2 separate regions of the Mus musculus genome follow, and region 1 is linked to region 2. A link is a contact called in public promoter capture Hi-C data. All regions are on one chromosome and are shown on one strand. Each heading gives the region's core, a stretch centred on a gene start, on an enhancer-like site or on the middle of the called end of the contact. The rest is flanking DNA. Distances are from core to core; before and after follow the strand shown. Region 1 has its middle 170 kb from the start of Cdyl. Region 2 has its middle 36 kb from the start of Eci2.

Region 1 (6,643 bases), core at 2,065-4,564, 460 kb before region 2:
AAACTTAAAAAAACAAAAAAACAAAAAACCACCATTAGCCAAAGAGTTATTGATGGTTGCTGCTGGGGGAAGAAACATCAATTTTCTTCAAGGATGTTGCCCTAGGTAGGTTGCCCATGCAACTGCGGATGACCCTACACCAATACACATACAACCATCACCTATTTGGACTCAGTGTCTAAGTGCATTAAGTTAGGATGGAGGAATAGTGGCAAGATCTGAAAGGAGATGGAGGGGGAAGTAATAGGGATGGATTTGATCAAGACAGATTGTTATGTGTATCAAATTCCTGAAGAATAAATTAAAAATATATTCAAAAAGAAAACTTTGGAACTTTTTATAAATAGCAGTGTTTTAAATTTGGTTCACAAAATATGGGTGATAAAGTGTTGTTTGCACCAGCTTGTAAGTCTCTTATACGAATGGAGCCAATCATTAAATACTTTACACATTAGAATGGGGAATTACTAAACATGATTCTCCCCCAGTTTAGATCAAGCATCTATATGTATTCATTCAATCTTGGGCTATTTTTCCTTTGTGTCTAAGCTTGCTAAGTAGACTTAATCACAGTTTTTTAATGTAAAATTTTAAAACAAGTAAGTCAGGTGTGGTGGTGCACACCTTTAATCCCATAAATTGAGGGGTTAAGACTGGAGGTTCATAAGGCTATGTAAGCAGGACATATTTAAAGAAGATAATAGCTGGTAAAGAGGTCATCTCTTGGTGATGCATATCTCCAGGGGTTATGGGAGAGAGTGGGTTTATCATTGGGAAGGTCACAGGGGACTCTTGGTACTAGCAATGAGGTTCCACATAAGGCTACAGAGGTCATTTTCTTTTTTCTTTTTTTTATTGGGTATTTATTTCATTTACATTTCCAATGCTATCCCAAAAATCCCCCCCACGCTCCCGCACACACTCCCCCACCCACCCACTCCCACTTTTTGGCCCCGTCGTTCCCCTGTATTGAGGCATATAAAGTTTGCACGACTAATGGGCCTCTCTTTCCACTGATGGCAGACTAGGCCATTTTCTGATTCATATGCAGCTAAAGACACAAGCTCCGGGGGGTACTGGTTAGTTCATATTGTTGTTCCACCTATAGGATTGCAGATCCCTTTAGCTCCTTGGGTACTTTCTCTACCTTCTCCATTGGGGGCCCTGTGATCCATCCAATAGCTGACTGTGAGCATCCACTTCTGTGTTTGCTAGGCCCCGGCATAGTCTCACAAGAGACAGCTCTATCTGGGTCCTTGCAGCAAAATCTTGCTAGTGTATGCAATGGTGTCAGCATTTGGAGGCTGATTATGGGATGGATCCCCGGGTATAGCAGTCTCTAGATGGTCCATCCTTTCGTCACAGCTCAGAGGTCATTTTCTAATTATTAAGTTCTTTCCATCTTGTGTTCATGTGCATATATGTAAATTTAATTGTAATAATTCACACTCAACGTGTAGGTGTGCTTGTGAGTAGCTTCTTCCTCCTCAGGTTTCCAAGACCCTTGCAGGGTGTTTTCTGGCTTTCTGGGGGCAGTAGTTAATCTGGCAAACAGTCAGAGCTAGGCAAACAAGAAGAGTGGGTGTCTGGAGAACATGATAAAAATAAAATATCTATATATTAAAGCCAAGAATAGAAGCTCTGAGAAGTTATAATAACAATTCTTTTTCATTTTCCATTGTTTATTTCCTAGAGCACAATGTGACAGATCTTATGCATTTTCCTCCTGTGGGTGACAGTTTGGTTCCGTTATTGCTCTTGCCCAGTCTTTGCTTTTGGGTGAAAATGAACATTTTCTAGGTATTTGTGGGTGTAATTTGAATGAAGGCAGAGAAAGGAATTGGATTCAGAAATAATCTTATTGCAATATATAGAGCATAATAAAAAAGAAGGATTCCGACAAAATATCCGTGAAGCCCATTTCTGAAATGATTCCAGGAAACCTGGAAAAACTCCCAAGAAGTCTGAGCTGCCTGTGAAGGAAAAGACCAAAGGACTCCCATACTGGGGATGTGAGAGGCAAACTGCATGCTGACTCCCTTGTAGAAAAGGTTCCACATGCAAGGATGGTGCTGGTTAGGGCAGGCTGAAGGATCCACTTTAGCTCACCCCAATCCAAGGAAGATGTAGCTGAAAGAGAGTTTTGTTATTTCTGTAAATAGAAGGGTTGATGACCACCTTCAGTGGTCAAGGAGCAGAGGTACCAGCCCTACCCACTGTAGTTTAATACTTTAGAAAGGGGTGAAAGGAGTTAAGTGCTTTGCTAGTATCGCTGAAGTAAAGCATCCATCTGTTAGGTAGACTCTCACAGCACTGATGTGTGTGGTTCCCGCTATTACGAGTTGCCCATGGACTCCCAGGTATCACTGCTGTTGCAGGTTCAGGACTACCCTGAGCATCCAGGAAGTGGGTCTCCCGGCTCCTTGTGATGCAATCAGCCTTGATATTGCCAGTAGCATCCAGTTCCCCTTCTGTCTCCAAGCCCAGGTGTTCTCTGAATAGAAGGGATGGGTGGAGGAGAATTCTGCTCCCTTACCTGAGTGAGGGAATCCTTTATTACATAAAGAGAAATGGAGGACCAGAAATGGACAACCTCATTTTGACCTTTTGTTTGCTCATTCCTGGCTTGCTAACTTAACAACTGCACAGAGACAGGTTCAGTTGACTACAGTATATTGAGCAATCCTGGTCTCTTGCCTGTCTTGTAAAAACAGCCAAGCCTCCTCGTTAACATACTTTGTATGGACACTTTCTGCAATCCTATGGCAAGCTGAACAATCTTGACGTGTGGCCTAGAAACCTAAAATATCTGATCTCAGATCTGCCACAGACACATTTGATGACTCCTGACAAGGATCACCAGTTATTGTGTTAGTCAAACCTGAGATGAACTAATACATTTATAACAATACCACTGGTTCTCACATTAATATGTTAGGGCAAAGGTCACACACATGGCAATTTCAGTGGAAGTTGCCAACTCCCTGTCTCCATGTAGCATCCCTCCTGATCTCCAATATATTTATTGTTATCAATATCTCTTCTTATACCTCTTGAATCCTATTTTAGATACTGCTTTAAGTGTTATATATACTAATCCATTTACATTAGTCTTCGCAATAATCTTATGAGGTAGGAATTATTTTCTGTGTTCTAGATTGAAGGGATTACATGGCACATATTCTTGAGGTCACATGGCTTGTGAATATTTGCTGTGCCAGGCGCTGAGCCAAGCACTTTCATGCACATTCTCTCCCCTGTAGCTCTCAATAGCAACTACGCACCACCGCCCTGCTCATTGCACAGGTTAAGAAACAGCTGCTCAGAGGATCCAGGGACTTGCCAGCAGTCAGCAGGGGGTGGAGCCAGCACTCCCTGTAGGCTTCTATGCTCTTACCAACCTCCCAGCCTTCTGCAGTCTAATAGACATGCCACTTTGTGCTAACAGCACATTCCCCTAATTCCAGCTGGCTTGGCTGTGTCTCAGAGCTCACTGGTGAGTCTGATGGGAAGGACCTATCTTTCCCCAGCAACCAGAGACAATTCCTCCACATAGTTTGTGTCAGTATATGGCCATTGTGTTAAATTCTTCTAAACATCCAATGGAGCCCAAGGGAGTGAGACCCTCTTCTTAGGAGTTTGCTATAGTTTGCCTCAGTAGTGTCCCTCAAAGGCCCTCATGGTGTAGGTTTAATTTCAAAGCCTTGGGGCTGCTTAGAATGGTGGAATCCTTTGAGTAGAATCTAGAGGAAGGAAATTAGGTGGTGAGGGGTGTTCTCAAAGGACCCTTGCTCCTCCGTTGCTCTTCCTTTTTAGCCTCCTTTTAAGCCAGGAAGCAAATGGGTCTTCCCCATCAGCACTGATGTCAAGATTGACTGTGTTTCCTCTGGCCAAAGGAATAGGTACAAGTTACTATGAACGGATCCTTTGAAACCATGAATCTAAATAAACCTGTTCTCCTTAAAAGTTGATTTATCTCAGGTATTTGTTGTGCAGATGGACAGATGGCAAAGCTGGGATCATTTCAGTCAGGGAAATGGGGGCAGCCTGCCTGAGAGAGGAGAAACTTGGTTAAGTTTGAAGAATAAACAAGTTGGATATGGCATTGGGTTTGAGAAAGAAGGCTATGAGAACACAAGAGGGAAAGGAAGCAGCATTCTCAGGGAGTGGGGGAAGGGATGCTGATTTGACTGTGGTCGATTAGAGGGAGGGTGTTAAATGAGACCCTTGCCTGCCTGGACCATGAACAGAGTATTTTGTTTCATCAGTAATGAGGAAGATGAATGGTTGTGAAACAGAGGTATGTCTTGTAGGTCAAAAATGCACCTTGGACCACTCATAGACTGGACTGACAAGAGAATGTGTTAGAGGCTGGTATAGGTGAAGGTTGAGACCTGGACATGCAGAAATGGTGGGGTGAATTGAAGGGACAGGGCATCAGAGCTCAAAGAAGTATTCAAAAGCAGGTGCCAGGTGCTGAGCAGGAGGGTTGCCAGTGGTGGCAAAGGAGCTGGATTTACCAGACGCAAGGATAGGAAAGAGTGTGAGGAGTGTGAGCGGTGGTGGGGGATGGGCTGTTTCCTCTTGCTAGCTTGAAGGTGTTGGTAGGACATCTAGGTGGCAAGATCCCACAGCTAACTGAACACTGGAGGCCGGGAAAGAAAGCAGAGCTGGAGCAATGGTTCAGGAGACAAAGGCCTGAGGGGGAGCCCAGGACCTGGCCTAAAGCAGAGGAAGGCAGGTGACAGGGCCTACAGAATTTGGCAAAGCACATGATAAGGAAGAAAGAAAACAAAGATGACACAAGGAAGATTAAAACCTCACATAAAATGTCATCATGCTGCAGACACAGAAACTGGCTAAGGACTCTGTCCTCTTAACTCTACTATTCCCATACCTCTCAGGGTCACATTTTCCTTTCTAAACCAGCTCTATGTCCTGCAAGGGAACTTGTTATTTCTAATTGTAAGTGGATCTAGAAATTTCACTTGCTTATTAAACAGGTTTAGCGGGTAGAGGGGAGTCTGATCTGGTATTGGGTGAAGGAAAAGGACTGAAGCCCTGAGGCCCAACAGAAAGAGTAGAAACAGGCAACATTGGGAGGTAGGAGGTTGGGGAGACCCTCCAAAATGCACCAGGGACCTGGGAGGTGAAAGACTCTTAGGGCTCAAAGGGAGGGACCTTAGATGAAAGGCTTGACAGCAGGGAGAGGGAACTTATAGAGCCCATCTCCAGCAGGAAGACAAGGCATCAAATGAGGGAGGGGGGTATTCCATTCTGACCCTGTCTGAAAGAATTATAGGGATGGAAACGGAGAGGAACGTGAGGAAAAGAAGGTCCAGCAACAGGCCCAAAGAGGGATCCAGCTCAAGGGGAGGTCCCAAGGCCTGACACTATCACTGAGGCTATAGAGTGCTCACAAAAAGGGACCTAGCATGACTGCACTCTGGAGACCCAACTAGCAGCTGAAAGAGTCAGATGTAAATAGTTCCACCCAACCAATGGACAGAAGCAGTTGACCCCTGTTGTTGAATTAGGGAAAGACTGAAAGAAGCTGATGAGGAAGGCAACCCTGTTGGAGGACCAGCAGTCTCAATTAACCTGGATCCCCGAGATCTCTCAAACACTGGACCACCAAACAGGCAGCATGCACCAGCTGATATGAGGCTCCCAACACATATACAGCAGAGAACTGCAGGGTCTGTGTTCATTCAGAGATGATGCACCTAACCCTCAAGAGACTGGAGGATCCAGAGAGTTTAGAGGTCAGGTGGGGTTGGATGGGTAGGGTGGGGGTGGGGGACATCTATGTGGAGACAGGGAGGTGGGGGAGGAGGTATGGGATGTGTAGCAGTAGGAGAGTGGACGGAGGGGGGATAAAATATGGAGTGTAAAATAAACAAAGAAATAAATAGACTTTTAAAAGAAGCACTGCACTCTCTATCTTTGCTGTAGGTTGTAACTAAAACCTGTAACAAATGTGAGGAAAAACATCTATGTAAGCATGCATGGCTAGAATTCTGCTTGAAAAAGTTATCACAAATACCATAGAAAGACTTTAAGATGTGCCAGTCACTGTACTAAGCATGTTGCAAACATGGTTTCATTAACCATCCATAGACCTGACACACCACTGTCACCTTCCTATCAGACAGAGAGAGCATGGCACCTAGACAAGATGAGGTCCCCAAAGTTAGCAGGAAGCAAAGGCTGGTGTCTAGCAGGCCATCCACAAAGCTCTTTCTTTGACCTGGTGGATTACCCCGAGAAAGAAGAAATGAAGTAAAAAGGAGTCTTACACGCGTTCGCGACCGGCCAGGAAAGACGCAACAAACCAGAATCTTCTGCGGCAAAGCTTTATTGCTCACTCAGGAGCAAGAGAGGAAGAACTCGGTAGAGAGAGGCAGAGAGGAAGAGAGGCAGAGAGACGCAGAGAGAGAGGCAGAGAGAGGGAAAGAGACGAAGAGAAAGAGACGAAGAGGCGAAGAAGCGAAGAGAGGGAGACGAAGAAGAAGAGAGGGAGTGCCAGAACCCCGTCCCTTTTAAGGAGAATTATCCTCCGCCTAGGACGTGTCACTCCCTGATTGGCTGCAGTCCATCGGCCCAGTTGTCATCACGAGAAAGGCAGAGCACATGGCGGGAA
Region 2 (6,524 bases), core at 2,341-4,840:
TACAGAGGTGGGGGCACAGGGCTGTGTACCAGAGCATGCAGGCCCGGGGCAGCAGAGCCTGCTGATGTATTTCAAGACACACATCAACCCCACTCTTGCTCTAGTCTGCTCTCCCATGCCCTCCACCTCTCCCAACCCCCACCTCCTCCATCCCCCACGTCCTGACCCCTCCACCCCTCACTCTCACCCTATTCCCTGTCCCACGGCTCTCCTGCCCCACAGAGTTGGTTTTGGTTTTGCTTTTTAAAGGTCTGGGTTTGGCCACACAAACAAAATTGTAAGAGAGTAGTGGGGGGGAGGGGGGGACAGAGACAAGAGGATCATTTGTTCTAGCTAATTAGTCAAAATACTGGACTCTAGGTTGAAAAACCCAATCTCAAGGGAACAAGGCCAAGAATGATGGAACAGTATACCCAACAGACTGTGCACACTACACACACATACTATGCATACATACACACTCACATACTTCAAACATATACATACTACACACAGTACATATATACTACACACACACACATACACACACAGACCTCACATACATCCTTCCTCTTCATCTGGAAAGTGTCCATTTGTCTATCAAGGATATACATAAAGAAACAAAAGTTCTCTGCTCCCGTGTAGATCAGGAACCCTGCAGGCGATCTAAGCCTCCAGCACACACATCTCTCCTCAAATCATTTCTCACTGGTACACCTCGACTTCCCTTTAGAACGTAACTGTGGTGTGCTTGCTAGTGCTCAGCCCAGGGGCTGCCAAGTGGCAAGCCCTCAGCAGGTATTTCTTTAACAATGCACCGAAGAAACATATACATGAAATGTTGGTACTGCAGCAAAAGGGAAAAGACCACACTCCAGCAACCATAAGGCAGCTCCCGGGGCCTCTTGATGATGTCTCAAGGGTGACATTCCCTGTCTGCTCAGAACACCCAGCAATATTAAGAGCCTTCAAAAGGGGGAAAATGTATTCTATTTATGTTGTTTGAGGTGGAGAATTTTTATAGATTTTAAGGTATTCATTGAAATTATTTTTATTTGCATCCTAAAAATATCTATTTTTCTGATTTCTATACAGTGCTTCCCAAGCCCTCAGTTTATTTTCAGTAAACGGACGTAGTAGGTGTCTATCACATGACAGTCATGAGACAAAGACACTGCCAGGCATCCAGCCTCAGGCTATTGACATACTTGGACTGCAGAGAAGCCTGTGACCCAAGTGGAGGAAAGCAGTTCATGCTCTCTGCCCTCGGGAATGAAGGAGAAGAGCTATCTCTCAAGATAGGTTGTTGAGAGCCTTCAAGAAGCTTTGCTACAGAGGGGGAAAGGTGGGTTAATTGGGATTTTTATATTCTAAATAGAGGATCTGACTGTTTTACTCCAGTTTCTGTTACCATGTCGGAGAAATGGTAAATGGGTGATCTATAATGAAAAGAGGTTCGCTTGGGGTCACGGATCTAGAAATTCATGTTGGTGGTGCCAGAAGATGCTCAGCTTTTGGTGAGGCCCTGGAGATGTAAAACATAAGGAATATAATGGAAGGCTTCATATGTCAGGACAACGGCGGCTAGGTAGTAGGTAGAAGCAGGAAGAGGGAGTAAAACTCCCAAGATAGCCATTGCCTTGAGAAAAACGACATTAATTCATTCATAAGGCCAGATCCCCTCCACAATGAGCACCTCTGAAGGGCCCACCTCTGAAGAAGCCAGGAGGCTATGCAGAGCCATGCCCGTCCTCCTGGGGCAGTGGAGAGCAGAGCCTACAGCTGACATAATCACAGCCTCAGCACCCAGAGGTTGGAGAGAACACAGGCTCTGAAGAATAAAGAGCAGCAGCTGGTGACTACAGACTAAGAAACATCTGGCCAGAAACCAGGTAAGTGAGGGGAGGTGAGAGCTCTGTGACTTTATAGAAAGCAGGTTGATTATATGACAACAGCAAAGGGCCAATGTGAATGGGGACAAGATTAAGGGGAATAGACAAGAACCAGCTGCAAGGCACCTTCTGGGCCACACTGAAGAGGTTGATGACAAGAAGTAACTTGATGAAATGTACATTTCTCGAGGGTAGCCTGGCAGAATCAGCGTTGGCTAGGAGATAGACAGACCTTGTTCAGAGTTACTGTGGACTCAGGGCATGAGTGATAAGGAGCTTGGGTAAGTGGCAAGAACTATGAAGGAGGAACCCTAGGATTTGATGGCTAGACACGGTATCAGTGAAAAACATAGCTCGTCCTCTAACAGGAATAAGAAATGGTTTATCCTGAGCCAAAGATGGCTATAGCATGGGCACCCTGATTCAGGTTGCCCTGGATGGTATGCTCCACTAAGGGAGAAAACTTGAACATTTATAGACCTGGAACTAAAGAAAGTTGTTAGTCAATGTACGTAATAGATGCCGTAGTGGGCACATCAGGTAGGTGTGGTTATAACAGAATATCAGGGATTTCTTCTGTAGGTTTCAGGTGCCATCTTGTGGCGTTCTTAACTTGGGTTTGGTGGAAGCTAATGGTCTGCTAAATTTACAATACAGCCCAAAAGTTTTACTTGACATCACAAAGATGTTAGGTCTGATTCATAGGTTGGTGGTAGCAAATGACCATTAAGAGGGCTAAAGAGAGATGAAGATATCTGGCCCCATATGCAACTTTCCATCTGCTCATAATTCTGACTTCCTGGCCAGTTAACCTGCAGAACCTTCAGTATAAATGTGGTTTCTTCTAAGAACTATGGCCTGCTATGGGAAATAGGAGAAAGGGGGCTTCCTAAGGCCACCAAAAGACGTATACCTTGATGACTAAGCATATGCGGGGTTGGAGCAAAGATGAGCTGGGCTCAAAAGTGAGCTCAGTTTGGGACCTGTTGAATCTGGCAGCACCAGGTCTTTCTTATTCATTATAAACACTTCATGGCAATTCCCCCTTGTTAAAGAGTCACTGTCTAGTATAAGCAAATGAACAAAGATATACAGTACAGGGAGATAAAATGCTGCTGCATAAATGTAGGTGTGTGCTTGCTTATGTAAACTTCCCCTTTTACTATCTGACCTAAAGTTAGCACTGGACAGAAAATAAAGTTGGATTTTAATTATTATTATACTCCTGAGGTCATGTTTTTGGAATTCCCAAACTGAATATTTCAACTCTTATAGAAATGTTCCAACAAGGCCACACCTCCTAATGGTGCCACTTTCTAGGCCAAGCACATTTAAACCACCACATATGGAATTTAAAAAAAAAAATCCCTCTACAATTTTATTTAATTTATTCCTATCAAATAAGTATATTTATATTTAAACATAAACATATCTGCAGAAATGTGTGTGTGTGTGTTATATTGCTGAGCATAAACTAATGGAGAATAGTTTTCAACTAGTGACAATAAAACAAAGATGTCAGCTATGAAACAAAGCCCTCCCAGTTGCTGGGCTGCAGGAAGAGAGCGCAGGCTCCACGTACGGATAATCTGCTCCTGTCTAACAAGAAGCCCACATTTCCATGACAGCTATAAAAACAGACCTCCTAAGGTGCTTCCCTCCTACATACCTTGCTGGGATGGTTAATTTTCTTGACTGGCCTACGGTATCCAAACATTAGGTCAAACACGATGCTGGATGTCCCTGTGGAGTTGTTTTTAATGAGGTGAACACTAATTTAGATTCATCGACTCCCAGGAAAGTAAATAATGGGAGTGAACCTCAGTTAATCAGTTGAAAGAACTATTAAAGCCAAGACAGAGGCAAGTCTCCTGTGTCAGAAAAAATTCTGCCAGAAGCCCACCTTAAATTCAAACTGAAATTCCCGAGGTCTTCAGCCTCCAGGGCTCGTTTGAACTTTACTCTTGAAAAATCCTCTAACAGGTGGCTAATTGCTTAATAAAACAAAATCTATCTCAGAAACTTCCCCTAGTTTTTCCTGGTGGCCCCTTTCAGCCTTTGCTTATAGTCCTTTGTGATTCTGTGGAGCTGGAGAACTCTCTCTACCAGAGACTCCTAGCTGCCATTCTGAGGCTGGGACTCAGGTAAGACTCAGCCTCTTGGTGTGGACCCAGGGTCCCCTTAGTTATTCCCTGCTACCTACCCCTCTCAGCTATTCCTTCTAGCCCATTCCTTTGTGACTCCCAACAATCTGCAGAACAGCAACAGGGACTCCAGAGCTGCCACACTTGGCCAGGACAGAGTAGGCAACAGCCACAAATTTCAGAACACTCACCCAGCAAAGATAAGACCCAGTATCTACACCAAGAAATGCTTATAACATCGTAACTCCAGAAACACACAAACATGAACAACCAAGACAATATGCCTCCTCCAGAAGCCAGCAAACCTATTGCATTAGGCCCCAAGAGTCTTCAAAAATAATAATTAGGAGTATGTTCAAAGACCTTCAAGATGATATGAAGAGATGTCTCGGTGAAAACCACTAAACCACAAACAGTTGAATAAGACAGTGGAAACGATTCAAGACCTGAAAGTAGCATTAAATAAAGACATAAAGTCACTAAAAAAAAAGTCCAAACTGACATAAAATTCCAAATGAAAAACTCAGGATGCCAAACAAAAGCCTCAGAGATCAGAGCATCATTCAACCCGTATCAAAAAAAAAAAAAATGGTAATTAACAGAGACCCACAAATGCACAATGGGTAGATAAATAAGGTACTTTGGAGCACCCAGTCCCAAATGGGATGTCTTTATTAAACTCTTCCCCTCAAGGTTCAAGGGTCTAATACAGTGGTTCTCAACCGTCATAATGCTGCAAACTTTTAATATAGTTTCTCATGTTGTGGTGACCCACCACGCTTATAATTATTTTGTCCCTACTTCATAATTAATTTTGCTAGTGTTATAGATCGTAACGGAAATATCTGATAAGCAGGATATCTGATAGGCAACTCCCGAAGGGGTCGGGACCCATAGGTTAAAACCACTGATCCAAGTGAAGAGGAGACAGAAAGAGTGTAAGAGCCAGAGGTGGCAGATGACTCCAAGAACTGCATCTTTCAGGTTCAACAGCATTGATGTACACATGAAGGAACAGAGATTGGGGCAACACACCAAAACCTGCACAGATTTGAACCAGATAAAATGTCAGCACTGAGAAGGGGAAGTGGCAACACAAAATCCCACCCTTAACCAAGAAGCTACTTGCTATTGTAACTGCTGAATAAGGGAAAATCAGTTTTTTTTTTTTCCAATGGAGCATCACTGGGTATATCAATCACATACCAGGGCAGGTCGCAAGCCCAAAAGTAGCTGGCTACCACAAAATAGACTTGCTGGGGTTTGTTTGTGCTTTTTTTTTTTTTGTCTTACTATTTGGGGGGTGTTGTTGGTTTGTCTGTTTTTATCTTCATTTTTGCTGGATTTTTCTGCTTTTTTTTCTTTACAAAAAAGAAAAAGACTATGAAGTTGTGTGGGTAGCAAGGTGGGAAGGATATGGGAGCAGTCAGGGAAGGGAAAACAATATAATCAAAATATATTGTATGAGAAAATAGGTAATGTTTAATCTCTCTCTTCCATCTCTCTTCAGTTGATTCTATTTTTCTCGAGATCCCTGACCAACATGTCCATGTTCTTTTTCATCAGTTTTGTTCAGACACTTGTCCTTAAGAGCTGCACCTATTTCCATCACCTTAATTCCAGCAGTTTCTGGAACCTGCCATCTGTGTGTGGTGCAGAAGGAAAGATGGAGACAAGCCGACAGCAACAGCCTGACAGTGAGTGGTTCTCTCAGAGCCTTCCCTACTTCCTGTACCAACCCCAGTCTGCAAGATACAGGCTTCAAACGATGCTGCAGTTAATTTGGAAGAATGGCAGGGAGAGATCTCACCAAAAAAGTTCAATCAAACCCCAAACCATCTGTGGCACCCCTAAAAGAGACCATACAGTGTGTCAGCCCTGTCTCCAACACATTCCTAGGGATTTACTAAGCACCTATTGTTGCAGCCTGGTATTGATACAGTGGACTCAGAGATAAATCAAACTCAGACTCCGGCAGAAACCTGCTATGTTCTGGAGGTGCCCAGGACACCTCCTTCTTGGTCAGATCCATAGGTACTGTCCCACACCTGGTTTGGAAATTTGTGGCCCTCAAGTGAAGCATTATCCTCTATGTAAGTTTATGTATACTTAAACTTTTAAGTATAGGGACATATGCAGATAAATATTTCGAATGCTTATCAAATACTAGGCTTCCACATGGCTTTTTCAAACATCTTTAGTATTATTTATCTGCCCTTCCCACCCACCCATCCAACCCCCATTTAGACCTTTCCCCTCTTTTTGCCTTATCTCCCGTTATATAGTTTTTAGAGGTTTGAAAGTAAAGACAAAGTCATTAAAAGGCAGATCTTTTAAGTTTTTATGATGTTAATGATCTTTAATTTTAGTAAAACTAGAGCCTTAGAAGAGAATTACAGACTTCTTTTGCTGATGTTAAAACTTTCCCCTACACCATGTAGTTGCTATGTGACATCACCAGGTGGCAGCAGAAGGACTACGTGACTTCTGACCATTGGTTTGGGGAGGG

Evidence for each region. Capture Hi-C pulls out chosen DNA fragments and counts their contacts.
Region 1: a contact with region 2 is called in a promoter capture Hi-C map of pancreatic islet. The contact joins two enhancer-like sites. A contact is called at or near these places in 4 of 39 promoter capture datasets (the 3T3-L1 cell line, cranial neural crest, hippocampal neurons and 1 more), 1 of 15 datasets of contacts at CTCF or cohesin (large pre-B cells) and 2 of 9 other capture datasets (adipose tissue and pancreatic islet).

Annotation. Positions count from the first base shown.
Region 1 is chr13:35,482,997-35,489,639 of GRCm38.p6, reverse strand. No RefSeq gene overlaps it. Among named protein-coding and RNA genes, the nearest start is that of Cdyl, 170 kb to the left of the region's middle. Within about 2 kb of position 3,314, at least 10 of the 459 cell types and tissues checked have an H3K27ac peak or open chromatin away from gene starts, as enhancers often do. A contact at or near this core is called in pancreatic islet, where this site is marked.
Region 2 is chr13:35,027,112-35,033,635 of GRCm38.p6, reverse strand. It overlaps a transcript of Eci2 not described here. Among named protein-coding and RNA genes, the nearest start is that of Eci2, 36 kb to the right of the region's middle. Within about 2 kb of position 3,590, at least 9 of the 459 cell types and tissues checked have an H3K27ac peak or open chromatin away from gene starts, as enhancers often do. A contact at or near this core is called in pancreatic islet, where this site is marked.